Linked DNA regions of Sus scrofa: all the other regions are linked to region 1. The links are chromatin contacts, called in public Hi-C maps. All regions are on one chromosome and are shown on one strand. Each heading gives the region's core, a stretch centred on a gene start, on an enhancer-like site or on the middle of the called end of the contact. The rest is flanking DNA. Distances are from core to core; before and after follow the strand shown.

Evidence for each region. A called contact is a pair of places that touch in the nucleus more often than the background predicts.
Region 2: a contact with region 1 is called in a Hi-C map of omental adipose tissue, with 2.0 times the contacts expected there. The contact joins the promoter of LOC100737030 here to the enhancer-like site in region 1. A contact is called at or near these places in 1 of 5 promoter capture datasets (liver) and 16 of 47 Hi-C or Micro-C datasets (adipose tissue, embryonic fibroblasts, fetal heart ventricle and 11 more).
Region 3: a Hi-C map of omental adipose tissue shows a contact between it and region 1, with 2.6 times the contacts expected there. The contact joins two enhancer-like sites. A contact is called at or near these places in 15 of 47 Hi-C or Micro-C datasets (alveolar macrophages, brain, embryonic fibroblasts and 8 more) and 2 of 2 datasets of contacts at active chromatin or transcription factors (alveolar macrophages and skeletal muscle).

What each region holds. Positions count from the first base shown.
Region 1 is chr12:21,552,397-21,556,706 of Sscrofa11.1, forward strand. No RefSeq gene overlaps it. Among named protein-coding and RNA genes, the nearest start is that of KRT23, 28 kb to the left of the region's middle. Within about 2 kb of position 2,320, at least 6 of the 83 cell types and tissues checked have an H3K27ac peak or open chromatin away from gene starts, as enhancers often do. A contact at or near this core is called in embryonic fibroblasts and omental adipose tissue, where this site is marked.
Region 2 is chr12:21,012,787-21,017,194 of Sscrofa11.1, forward strand. It overlaps LOC100737030 (keratin, type I cytoskeletal 42), which reads left to right and starts at 1,396. Exons shown (of 8, transcript XM_003482983.3): 1 at 1,396-1,988. The coding sequence starts at 1,527.
Region 3 is chr12:20,986,060-20,990,426 of Sscrofa11.1, forward strand. No RefSeq gene overlaps it. Among named protein-coding and RNA genes, the nearest start is that of EIF1, 11 kb to the left of the region's middle. Within about 2 kb of position 1,817, at least 35 of the 83 cell types and tissues checked have an H3K27ac peak or open chromatin away from gene starts, as enhancers often do. A contact at or near this core is called in omental adipose tissue, where this site is marked.

The sequences.
Region 1 (4,310 bases), core at 1,070-3,569:
GGGCCACGTAACTTGATTTGGCCAATGGAACATCAGCAGACATGACAAAGCAAAGGTTTAATGCATGCTTATGCAACAGGGCTCACCCTCTTGGAATGCTCCCATGTAGGAAGTCCATTTACCCTGAGACTACCATGCTATGAAGAAGTATCAGCTAGCCTCATGGAGAGGCCACATGAAGGAAAACGGAAGAACACAGCCAACGGCCAAAACTGAAGCTCCAGACATATGACTCAGAGCAAGCCATTCCAGCCTGTCCCCAACCATTCAAGCTGACCCAGCTGAGGCCCCAGACATCATGGAGCAGAGATGAGCCATCCTGGTATTCTAAACCTGAAATTCTGATCCATAGAATTATGAACAGATAAGACGGCTGTTGTTTTAAACCAGTAAGAGTTGTGCTAGTATCTCGTGAACCAATGAGTAAGCAAACAGATCATTAAAAAGGGATGAGACTGGAGTTCCCATTGTGGCTCAGTGGGTTAAGGACTTGACATGGTCTCTGTGAGGATGCAGGTTCAATCCCTGGCCTAGCTCAGTGGGTTAAGGATCCAGCAAGCTACGGCATAGGTCAAAGATACGGCTCAGATCCAGTGTTACTGTGGCTGTGAGGCAGGCCTACAGCTACAGCTCAGATTCCACCCCTAGCTGGGGAATATCCACAGGCCATGGACGTGGCCCTAAAAAGAAGAAGAAGAAAAAAAAAAAAAAAAAAAGACTAGTTTCTCTCCTGCGACTCTCAAAGAAGCAGTGTGGGGACAGCATAAAAAGTCCTGTGAAATATTAACAATATTGAAAATAATTATTTTAATTTAAGAAAATAAAATAGAAGTGTCTATCATTTGCTCAGTGACAAAAAGCTGATTTAAAGCTAGTCCATTAGCCTTTCCACCAGGCTTTTGGTCATTTAACACTGCAACAGAGCTCCACAGAAGTCCTGGTCCAGTAACCATGGATGAAGGACCAAAGCTGCCAGGAGAAGAGCCAAGGTCTTCCCTCTTCGAAGACGGCAGAGAGTGACGCCACTGCTCATGCACGGTCACAGCTGTCCTCTAGGTCTCTTCACAAATGAGGACCAAGAAAAATAACTCCAACTCAGTGAGGAGGGCATTCTCTGCTCTTCCCTGAGAGCTTGTTAGGAAGCCCGGATAAATTCTTCTCCTTCTAGTCTTTGAGTTTGGATTTCTTTTGACTCTACATTTAAGTTCCGCATTCCAGGGACATTAGCAACTTCTCTGCAAATGCTTCTGCCGACAACGAGTACCACAGGCACCAGCGAGTACCACAGGCACCGCGCAGGCGCAGGCGCAGATCAAGTTTCACCGAAAGGGGATCTTTTTCAGTGTAGGTAAGCAATGCTCTTCTCCACCAAGAAACTAAAAGGTGAACCTACACAGGCCGGCAGCTACAGCTCCAATTTGACCCAGGGCCTGGGAACTTTCATATGCCATGGGTGTGGCCCTAAAAAAAAGGGGGGGAAAAAAATGAAACCACACAGATGAAGATGATCAAGATTACCAGGTAGCTATTTAGTTATAATGTTTAAATACTTAAGTCATTAAGACCCTTCGATATTGTCCATTCACTCTAGGCATGTTTTCTCGCAATACTGAACATTACATACTAGTCTTAGATGGCCTGTAATCAAGAAATACTCTTAGCAAACTCATAGACTTGGAGAACAGACGTGTGGTTGCTAAGGCGGAGGGGGAAGGAGTGGAATGAACTGAGAGTTTGAGGTTAGTAGATGCAAATCATTGCATTTGGAGGGGATAAGCAATGAGATCTGCTGTACAGCACAGGGAACTACATCTAGTCACGTGCGATGGAACTTGATGGAAGGTAATGTGAGAAAAAGAAGGTTGTGTGTATGTGAGAGAGAGAGAGACAGACAGACTGGATCACTTGGCTATACAGCAGAATTTGACAGAACACTGTAAACCAACTATAATAGAAAAAAAATAAAAATCTTGCCCCGAAAAAAATACTTTTAGGATTTTACATATTTGTGTAAAAGATAGATAGATGATAGACATAAACACCCTGAAGTGTTTTGTTGGCTGTTTGTGTATCATAACAATGTTGGTTTCTCTGACTTACTAGATGCCTGGGATGGTTTCCGTGTCTGACTCACTCCCCATCTCATTTATTTCTATTACAACATCTACATGTCACCATCTTTCTGAAAGGGATTAGAGGGTTTCTAAAATATATTAGCAGTGAGGTCACACAAAAAGGAAAAGAAGACAGTGTCTCTGACACACTTCGTGATCTGATGACCTAACCAGACTGGGAGTTTTACTGAAGAACTCTGTGTGTGTGTGTGTGTCTATGTGTTTGTGTGTAAGTGTGTGTAAATCATACCAGTACACTGAGTGGCCTACTCACCAAAACTTCTCTTTGAAATTTAAATTAGGAGCCATCTAATAAAATTATGAGTCATCTAATAAAAACTACAAGTCTATTTATGCTCACTTGTAAAGTATGTGTACACAACACTAATGTGTGTGTGACATACACACACAGATAGAGAAAAAGAAATTTTTACAGTAGCAGCTCTTCTTGACTGAGCTTCTCATTCATAATCTCATTTAAGGCTTATGGCAATCCCACAAGGTATTATTATCCTCATTTTTGAGTTGAGGAAACTGGGGCTCAAAGGGACTGAATTCATTGACCTCTGGTCATATGGCTAAAAATGGTGGAACCAGAATGTGTACAATGTACTGGCTCTTTGTACTGTGTCACAAAGTCAAAAATGGTTGCAAAAAAACCTAAATGTCCATCGACAGAGGAATGGATGAAGAAGCTGTGGTACGTATATACAATGGAATATTACCCAGCCATAAACAAGAATGAAATAAGGCCACTTGCAGCAGCATGGATGGACCTAGAGATTATCAAACTAAGCAAAGTAAGTCAGACAAAGACAAATATCATATGATATCACTTATCTGTGGATTCTAGTAAAAATGATACAAAAGAACTTATTTATAAAACAGAAACAAACTCACAGATTTCAAAATCAAAATTATGGTTACCATAGGGGAATCCTTGGGGGGTGGAGGGATAAATTAGAGGATAGGAATAATGTATACACACTGCTGAATATAAGATAGACAATTAACAAGAACCTGCTATTATAGCACAGGGAAATCTACTCAATAGCCTATAATAATCTACATGGAGAAAAAGAGTGGATATATGTATACGTGTAGCTGATTCACTTTGCTACACATCTGAAACTAACACAACACTGTAAGTCAACTCTACCCCAATAATTTTTTTTAAAAAACAAATACACTTAGAATGGGTAAGCAATGAGGTTCTACTGTCCCTACTGCTCAGAGAACTATAGCCAATCTCTTGGGACAGAACATGATGGAAGGTAGCATGAGGAAAAAAAAAAAAAAAAAAAGGAGTTCCCATCGTGGTGCAGTGGAAACGAATCCGACTAGGAACCATGGGGTCGTGGGTTCTATCCCTGGCCTCGCTCAGTGGGTTAAGGATCCGGCATTGCCATGAGCTGTGGTGTAGGTCGCAGATGTGGCTCAGATCTGGTGTTGCTGTGGCTCTGGTGTAGGCCGGCAGCAACAGCTCCAATTCAACCCCTGGCCTGGGAACCTCCATATGCTGTGGACGTGGTCCTAGAAAGGACAAAAAACTAAAGACGAAACAAGGAAGTGCACGCAGTCAGAACTTCACAGAAGGAAACTGAAATATGCAAAACCGTCCCTTTGCCCAAGTGCAATTCCTGGCACCCATAATCATGGTAGGCAGTCCTGATAATTACTACCTTTGCTGGTGTCATGATAAGGAAACTGATTTGAGCTGAGAGACGTAGAGAAAGCATGTCTCTTCAGTCAATCTCTTTCTATCCTCTGGAGGTTTTTCTCCCATGCCCGTTCAGAGAGCCATCCCCGACCCCTTCTGCCCGGTTCCACCAAGTCCAGTCCCATGACTGCCTCACACCCTTCCCAAGCATCCAGCCATGACCACATGGCCTTTCCCCCCACAGGAGGCCCCCGCCTGTTTTTCCAGAGGGTGGCAGTCACTACCTGAAGGGCAGGTTTGCAGTGCAAGATGCCTTAATGAGGAGCTTTGTAGACAACAGGCCTGGGTTGTCATTAGTCTCCTTCAAAAATAATAATCAGCTGGCAAACCCAAAAAGGACCTTCCAAGAAAACATTAATCCAGGTGTTTGGGGAAGCCATGGGAGATCTCAACTGATTTACATTCTCGTTCTTGAAAGAAAGGTCTCCCATTCACACAAGGACAGTGGTCGCCTAAAGGTTTATGAAGGGCACTTA
Region 2 (4,408 bases), core at 146-2,645, 540 kb before region 1:
GGGTTCTCTTGGTTCCCTCCCCCAAGACTCTCCTGGAGGAGCAGAAGTCCTCCCTGATTCCTGACCTGGAGGAGCCCTGGTGATCTGACGTGCTCCCTAGTCTTGGCTTTGAGGCCCCCTCCCCACCTCCAGCAACCCTGGGGACCCCCGGACTTTACGGGCAGGGTGGGAGCAGGATAAAGTCCAGGTTGTCCCTCTCTCAGTAGCTCGTGCAGCCCCCACTGTCCAAGCAAGGAGACACCCTTGCGAGCGAGGCCACCCACTTTCTAGGCAGGAAGTCCGCCCAGCAGTCTGGCCTCAGCACAACAGCTCTGATCCTCGTGGAACCCCAACTCCCTCCCTGTCCCTGTGGGTGGGCTGAGAGCCCAGGCCACCCACGTGCCCCCCCCACTCCCACCCCTGCCTGGCCCCAGGGCCTCGCCGCCCCTGGAAGCTCCCCATTCAGACAGGCCCCGTGCAGACGCCAGGGTCCTGGCAGCGCCTAAATCATTAGCACCGAGGAGATTAGGTTGGTAATCTCTTTGTCGGTGCGGGCAGGTGCCAGCAGCCAGGATGTGGGATTGCGCTTTTTCCCTCGCAGGGGCCGCCCTTCCCCAGGGCGTGGCGCCATGGGTGGAGAGCTGCCCGCCACACAGGCCCTGCACCCCACACTTCCTCGGGGAGCCCCTGGGGAGTGTCTTTCCTCAGGTACAGGGGTACAGGGTGGGGGGCGATGAGCAGGAGCGGTCACCCGAAACTCTGCTGCTTCCTCTCCATCAGCCCAGCTTGACCGATGTCACAGACTCACCCGAGGGTGACCTCCTGGCTCCCAGGTGTCAAAGACTGTGGGAAGCAGGCCTTACCCTTATTTTACAAACGAGGCAACTGAGGCTCTTGGACCGGATTCCCGAAAGCTTGCATCTGAAGCTCTGCTGTCTGTTTGCCTCTGATAGGGCAGCGTCCAGGCCAGGGGTGCCTCTCCTCCCACAGACCTAGAATGACCCCAGGAGATGGGGTGGGAGTGGGGGAGGCCCTCAGATCAGAGGCTGCTTCGCCCCCCCACCCCCTCCAGCCTGGGGAGTGGCCTCAGGGCCCGGTTGTGCCTGGGAGAGGCTGCGCGCCCGCATCTGGAACTCAGGAATCCTGGGCGAGGGGCTAGCCCAGCCCCAGGCTCCAGGCCTGTGGAGCCTTGTTCTCTAGTCTCCCCCCAAGAATGAGCTCAGCCGCCTAATTGCCGCTGAGGATGGAGGATCACCCTGCCCCGGGGCTGCGGCTCCAGCCCCACTTTTGTTTCCAACAGACAATGGGCTGCTGAGAGGCCCTCGTGCCCAGGCCAGGCTCCTGCCGGGGGAGGGGGCCCACGGATGAGATCTGTGTGTCCGGCCTGAGCCCCAGGCCCTGGGCGGCTGGTGTGGCAGCAAATTACATGGCTGGGGGTTTGGCTCTGACTTCAAGGGCCAGGGACCCAGCCCCCCTTTGAGCCTGGCTATAAAGGGCTGCCCGGGGTCTCTGTCCAGACCAGATCCTCCATCCGACTTGTGGACACCATGGCCACCACGACCAGCATCCGCCAGTTCTCAACCTCCGGCTCCGTCAAGGGCCTGTGTGTGCCCGGCGGGGGTTTCTCTCGGGTCTCCTCCATCCGCGTTGGGGGCGCCTGCCGGGCCCCCAGCCTCCTGGGAGCCGGTACCTGCGGCAACATGTCCATGGCCTCGTCCCGCTTCTCCGCGGGGTTGGGGGGTGGCTACAGCGGGGGCTACACCTGCAGCCTGGGCGGGGGCTTCGGCTCCAGCTTTGGCGTGGCCGACGCCCTGCTGGGGGGCAGTGAGAAGGAGACCATGCAGAACCTCAACGACCGCCTGGCCTCCTACCTGGACAAGGTGCGCGCCCTGGAGGAGGCCAACGCCGACCTGGAGGTGAAGATCCACGACTGGTACAAGAAGCAGGGCCCCGGGCCTGCCCGCGACTACAGCGCCTACTTCAAGACCATCGAGGACCTGCGGAGCAAGGTGGGAGCGGCCGGGCCTCTGTCCTTGGTACCTGCTTCTGACTCACGCCGTCTCAGCTTTGGACCTGGCAGACATTTCTTCTCCCTGCTACGTCTCCATCCTTCCTTCCTTCATTCCTTCACTCTCTCCCTTGCTCTGGATCACAGCCCTGTGCCCGCCACTGGTCCAAGTCCTGGAGGACGTCCCATACCGGGTGGCTGTTTGGAGCGCCTCCTTCTGGGCGAGGGCATTTGGGGTGGGTGATGGGGACGTGGGCAGGGAAGGCTTCAGAACCTTGAGGGCAGCAGAAGGCCTTCCGGGTATGGAGATTAGCATGGACCCAGGTGGCTGCTGGGGGATGAGGCTGGATGTCTCCTTTTCATGATCCCATACCCTTCTGAATCCTCTCCACTCCCTCGCCTGCCTCACCTCCTCCAGGCAGTCCTCCTTGAATGGATGGCACTTGGCTTTTATCCTCAGATCTTGGGGTCCCTTCTACACTTTGAGGTTCCACCTGTGCTTTGCTCACTGTGCTGATTTCACTGAGTCTGACATGTTCTCACAGCTGCTTTGGTTGTGGGTCCTTCTTACTCCTTCTGTGATGGTCCCTCTGGGTGTCCCTAAGGGCAGAGGCTGTCTCTCCTTGCAGACTGAGGCAGGAGTCCCTGGGGAAAGGAGCTGTGTTTTCTTCTTTTCTTTCTTTCTTTTTTTTTTTTTTTTTTGTCTTTTTGCCTTTTTTTCTAGGGCCGCTCCCGCGGCATATGGAGGTTCCCAGGCTAGGGGTCTAATCGGAGCTGTAGCCCCTGGCCTATGCCAGAGCCACAGCAACGTGGGATCCAAGCCACGTCTGCAACCTACACCACAGCTCACGGCAATGCCGGATCGTCAACCCACTGAGCAAGGGCAGGGATCGAACCTGCAACCTCATGGTTCCTAGTCGGATTCGTTAACCACTGTGCCACGACAGGAACTCCCAGAGCTATGCCTTCTCACTCAGACTGGAAGCACACAGGGGGAAGATTTTTTCTGACTTAATCTGCTGGAGGAGACAACACACACACACACACACACACACACACACACACACACACACACGCACGCATACACACACACACACACACACACACACCACACACTCCTGACCTTTAGGGACGTGACCTTGGCATTCTGTAAACGTGGCACCTGGGTCTTTTGCACAGGCCTTGCCCCTGGAGGTTCCTACAGGGCTGCAGCCTTCCGAGGCAGGTGAGAGGTCAAAGAGGTGCGAGAGCCAAGGGCTTGGGAAGCGCTGGGTCTGGGACTGGCTGGCGGGGGGTCAGGTCTGCTTGGTTTCCTGGTGGAGAACCAGGCCCACCGTTGGCCCCTGTGAGGGGCTGTGACTGCTCCTGCCAGGGATCCGCGCCAGGAAGGGAATTCCTGCAATTGCTCCCTGGAAACAGAGCTGCTGGGAGTGCCAGATCAGATACTGGGCTTGGTCCGGGCAGCAGGGAGCCCAGGGGAGCCCTGGTGAGTCAGTGGGCTGAGCTCTGGGGTCAGCCAGCTCCTCTCCACCAACCCCGAGAGCCCAGTGAACCAGGCCTCTGAGTCACTGACCGGCCTCTCTGGGTTCAATCAGCCGCCAGTGCAGGGAGATGGGTGAGGGGCGGGTCCAGATGGTCCCTCTGAGGCCCTGGGGCTGGTAACAAACTGGCCTTGGGCTCAGTCTGGAACCCGAGCTTTGCCCAGCATCACGTCTCAGAACCTAGGGCCCCAGATGGGCTCTGAGGCCCAGGACGTGTTTATTGCTTTTGCCTCCTGGGTGCTGCCCTCTCTTAACATCTACTCTTTAGCCTTCAAGTCTTAAAAAATTCCCAGTTCTGGAGTTCCTATCATGGCGCAGTGGTTAACGAATCTGACTAGGAACCATGACAGTGGTTAACGAATCTGACTAGGAACCATGAGGTTGTGGGTTTGATCCCTGGCCTTGCTCAGTGGGTTAAGGATCCCGCGTTGCTGTGGCTGTGGTGTAGGCCGGTGGCTACAGCTCCACTTTGACCCCTAGCCTTGGGAACCTCCATATGCCGTGGGAGCGGCCCTAGAAAAAGACCAATAAGTAAATAAATAAATAAAAATTAAAAAAAAAAAAATTCCCAGTTCTCCCCACCTCCACCCACACCTCCTCTCTGTTTCTTCTGGGCAGTGAGGAGGGACCTTGCCCTCCTCCCATCCCCATGGCCCTTGAGTGGAGCCTCTCTCAGGCGTTTCTCACAACAACAACAAAGGCAGCAATAATAGTAACCAACCCTCTGCTCCTTCCAGAGCCCCTCCCTTCCCTGTTATCGTTTAAACCTCCCGGGTGTCCCTGGGGGAAACGAAAACTTTGCCCTGTGTTTGAGGTGGGGCTGCTCATAACCTTATTCATTCATTAATTCATCATTTAATTAAACTAATGTTTCCCGGGG
Region 3 (4,367 bases), core at 567-3,066, 570 kb before region 1:
GATCCTTAAACCCACTGAGTGAAGCCAGGGATCGAACCTGCATCCTCATGGATACTAGTTGGATTCGTTTTTGCTGCGCCACAACTAGAACTTCCTTTTTTTTTTTTTTGTCTTTTTGCTATTTCTTTGGGCCGCTCCCACGGCATATGGAGGTTCCCAGGCTAGGGGTCGAATCGGAGCTGTAGTCACCAGCCTATGCCAGAGACACAGCAACACAAGATCCGAGCCGCGTCTGCAACCTACACCACAGCTCACGGCAACGCCGGATCGTTAACCCACTGAGCAAGGGCAGGGACCGAACCCGCAACCTCATGGTTCCTAGTCGGATTCGTTAACCACTGCGCCACGACGGGAACTTTAGAACTTCTTTAATTAAGGCCCAGCTTTAATTAACATCTCTTTCTTTCTCTCTTTCTTTCTTTCTTTCTTTCTTTCTTTCTTTTGTCTTTTCTAGGGCTGCTCTCACGGCATATGGAGATTCTCAGGCTAGGGCTCTAATTGGAGCTGTAGCTGCCAGCCTATGCCAGAGCCACAGCAACAACAGATCCAAGCCTCATCTGCGACCTACACCACAGCTCACGGCAACGCCGGATCCTTAAGCCACTGAGTGAGGCCAGGGATTGAACCCACAACCTCACGGTGCCTAGTCGGATTCGTTAACCACTGAGCCACAACGGGAACTCCAACATTGCTTTCTTGATGCCTCCCTCCATCTTTTGGAATCTTTGGCAGACCTTCTATTTTGGTGGGTATCTGAGTTGAGCTTTGAACCATGTCACTTAGAGGCCACTTGGCCAGACTGTATTCTGTAAGTGAGCTGTAAAAGATCGAGCTGTGCCTTGTTCCTTTTTTGTGTGTCTCCTGGAGCACAGCGCTCAGTTTCATTCTACCCAAGCGTTAACTTAGAACTTCAGGACCAAGGCAGTGCCCAGGAACAGGCGCACTTCCTGCTATGGCCACAAGGTGGCAGCACAGACCGGACTTCAGGACAGGTGAGGTTTCCTTCACGCCCTTGTTTCCACTACCTTCCCAGCCTCCAAAGTCCTAAAAGGTAACCTGGTCCCCTCGAAATGTGTGGAGAGTCCTCTCTCTAGGGCTGGGGTGTTAGGGCGACGTTAGGTGTGCGGTAGGTGTGCCAGCTGGCGGCCTACTGTGAGTGTGCGCTGGTGTTTCCTGTACTGCTCCCTCCCAAGGTCCCTTTTCCAAGAGAGACCCTGGTGGGACGGAGGGCGCCCTGAGCAGGGCGTGCCAGGTTTGGGTCCTGGTTCTGCATTTGGGCAAGTGTCTGTGTACCAGGTAAGGGCCGATCACAGAGTCCAGCTCGCATCAAATGCCCATGAAGACTCCTCTTTCTATTCTCTCCCAGACCCCTTGCCCCAGTTTTCCCAAAGGCCAAACGGTTGCACTAAAGACGGTCAACTCGTTCTTTCCCTTTCTGGGATTCTATGTGGCCCAGCAGAAGGGCGAGGTACCAGAAGAGGGGCGACGTTGGAGCAGCGAGGGACTTTAATCCTTTGCTATTATTATTAACGTCCTTTCCTGCTCCACGTCTGATGTTTCAGACCAGCTGAGAGAGCAGGGGCGGTTCTGGGGGATGTAGGGACGAAGGAAAAGTGCTTGCGGAGAAGAGAGGACAATGACGAAGGACAATGACGTCTGTGGAGGGTCAGGGACCGCCTGGGGCTTCCCTGGGCGAGGGGGTGAGCGGGGAAGGGGCGGGACCACCCCCGGGTTGAGCCTTTCTACCCTGAGCGCGGGGTTCACAGGGAGAGCGGGGGAGGCGGGGGCTGGGCGGGAGGAGGGGCTGCGTGTACCCGCCCCCCGAGTAATGTCGGGCCTTCCCGGCAGAGGGCGCCCGAGCACGCAGGGCTCCGTTTTGGTTTCTTCCAGTTTTTTTTGTTTGTTTTTTACGGAGGGTGGGTTCGCTTCCTGAGCTTCCGCACTTCTCCTGGGATGCGATGAGGGGAGGGTGCTGCTGGCTAAGCTGGGGAGCTGTGGGCATTGTCACCGTTTGTAATTGCGCTCGCCTGCGTCCCGAGTGGCAATGGTGGGTTTGCATGTAATCAGCGCAATAATCATTCATTCATTCATTCATTCAGCTAACACTACTGAGCACCCGCCAGGCAGCAGGCCCTGCACTGGGAGTGAAGTGGCAAACGAGGAGCACGCGCAGATGATCAACATCCACGACCCACGTCATAGGTCAGCCCGGGGCGCTAGGGGAGCCACGAGGAGGGGTGGAGCCCTCTTCCTACCATCCCTCTCAAGGGCATCCACTCTGAGCTAAGCAGGGGTATGCTTCTTTCGCAGGAGAGAACTGAGGTTCAGAGAGGTTAGGTGAGGGGCTCAAGGCCACACAGCCGTTAAGGGGATGAGCTGGGATTTGCACCTGAAGCCTGGTTCCAGAGCACCTTCCCACCTGCCCTGCGAGACCGCCTTTGTCAGGGAACAGTCACTGAGGCTGTGAGGGGGTGAGAGGCTGTCCTGGGGTCAGGGAGGCCACTTGACTCGGGTATGCCGTGAGCAGGACAGGAGCCTGTGGGCACGGGATGTTACAGGTGGCTGATTCATCCCAGAAGGAAGGAGTACTTTCTAGTAATCAGAGCTGCCCAGTCATGGAATGGGTGAGCCTGAGGAGCAGCGGTGCCCTGCGTTTTCCCGATCTTTTTTTTTTTTTTAATGTCAAACTATAAATTTATTTAAAAATTTTTATTAGAGTGTAGTTGATTTACAATGTTCTGTCAATTTCTGCTGTACAGCAAAGTGATCCCGTCACACATATACATACATTCACCTCTTCCCAGTTCTTGTAGGGGCTACCCGTTGACGTTGGCACATCCACCGAGCATTGGAGGCTCTGCCTGGGACAGCTCCCCGCTCCCTCCAGCCCCATCTCGCCCCTCCTCTGGTCACTCCCTGTGTTCCTGCTTCTCAGGCCTTCTTTCAGCACCTTGCTGGGTACACTCACCCCTGCACCTTTGCAAAGACACACTCCCTCCTGTCTGACTAACGCATCCATCTTCAGCCACTTCAAACCTTCCCCGATGCCCTACGTGCTGGTCTGCTGGGTTAGGGTTCTCTGCTCCCTCTAAACATTCCTCCTCAAGCCTTACTGCAATTATCGAGTAACAGCCGTTCCAGGAGACTGTCAGATGCTTGTGTCAGGCACACCGTTTTGTCCTCAGTGCAGCACAGTGCCTGGCTTGGTGCTCAAGAAAGGTTTGTTGAATGAATGAATAATGCATGAAGGCGAGAAAGAATGAAAGAAGCATGCAAAGCCCAGTGCATGGTGGGGGGACGTGGGTCAATTCGAGATCTTTCAAGTCTCTTCCAATCACCTCTGGCTGAAGCTCGAATTCCATGCTCCACCCCCTAGGAAATGGAGACTGAGAGCCATGTTCTACACTTGACATTTGTTAAGCATCTAGGCACCTCTCTGGGCACTGTCACATGTATTCTCACCTATCAAATAAGCAGGGAAACGTTTTCAGTGGACGCTAGCTGGGAGGCTTCAATCTCTGCCTGCAATAGTTTGCCGGTTGGCTATGGCAATTTCCACGCCTATCGGCACAAGGTCCCTCCCTTTCTCTCAGACCCCGTCTGGATCTCTGACTGCACTTCCAAAAAAAGCCACCAGGTGGCAGCAGAGGCCAAGAGGATGGGCTCAAAGCGAGCCTTCCAACCCTCGACCGCCGGCAGGGGGCGCTGATACACTGCTCCGTGCTCGGATGAAGCGGATCCGGTTGACCAGATGGGTTTAGGGAGCCGGGGTCAGTCCTGCCGGGGGAAGGGGGGTAGATCTGAACCTCAGAAGGGGAGGAGGGCTGTGCGGTACCCTCATTTGTACATTGCAGTCTTAACCTCTACAGGCTTGAGGCAAACATTTTTTGTAAAGGGCCAAGTGATCAATGTTTTCGGTTTTGCTGGTCTCTGTCTCAACAGCTCAGCTCTGCCTCCAAGTGTGAAAGAGCCCATGGACAAATGGGCATGGCTGTGTTCCAGTAAATACCTGTGGACATCAAAATTTGAATTGCTTACAATTTTTGCATGTCACGAAATATTGTTCTTATATTTCTTAAGGAAAAACAAGCTACTTAAGGAGTTCCCTGGTGGCTTAGTGGGTTAAGGATCCAGCATTGTCACTGCTGTGGCTTGGGGTGCAGCTGTGGCTTGGTTTTGATCCCTGGCTCAGGAACTTCCACATGCCATGGGCACAGACAAAAACAAAAACAAAAATAAAACAAAACAAATACCCCCCCCCCCCAGTTACTTAAAAATATAGAAAACATTCTTAGCTTGTAGGCAGGGCAATCTCTGATCTAGGTAAAGTCTCTGACCAGTGCTTGGCATGCAGCAGGTGCTGGATA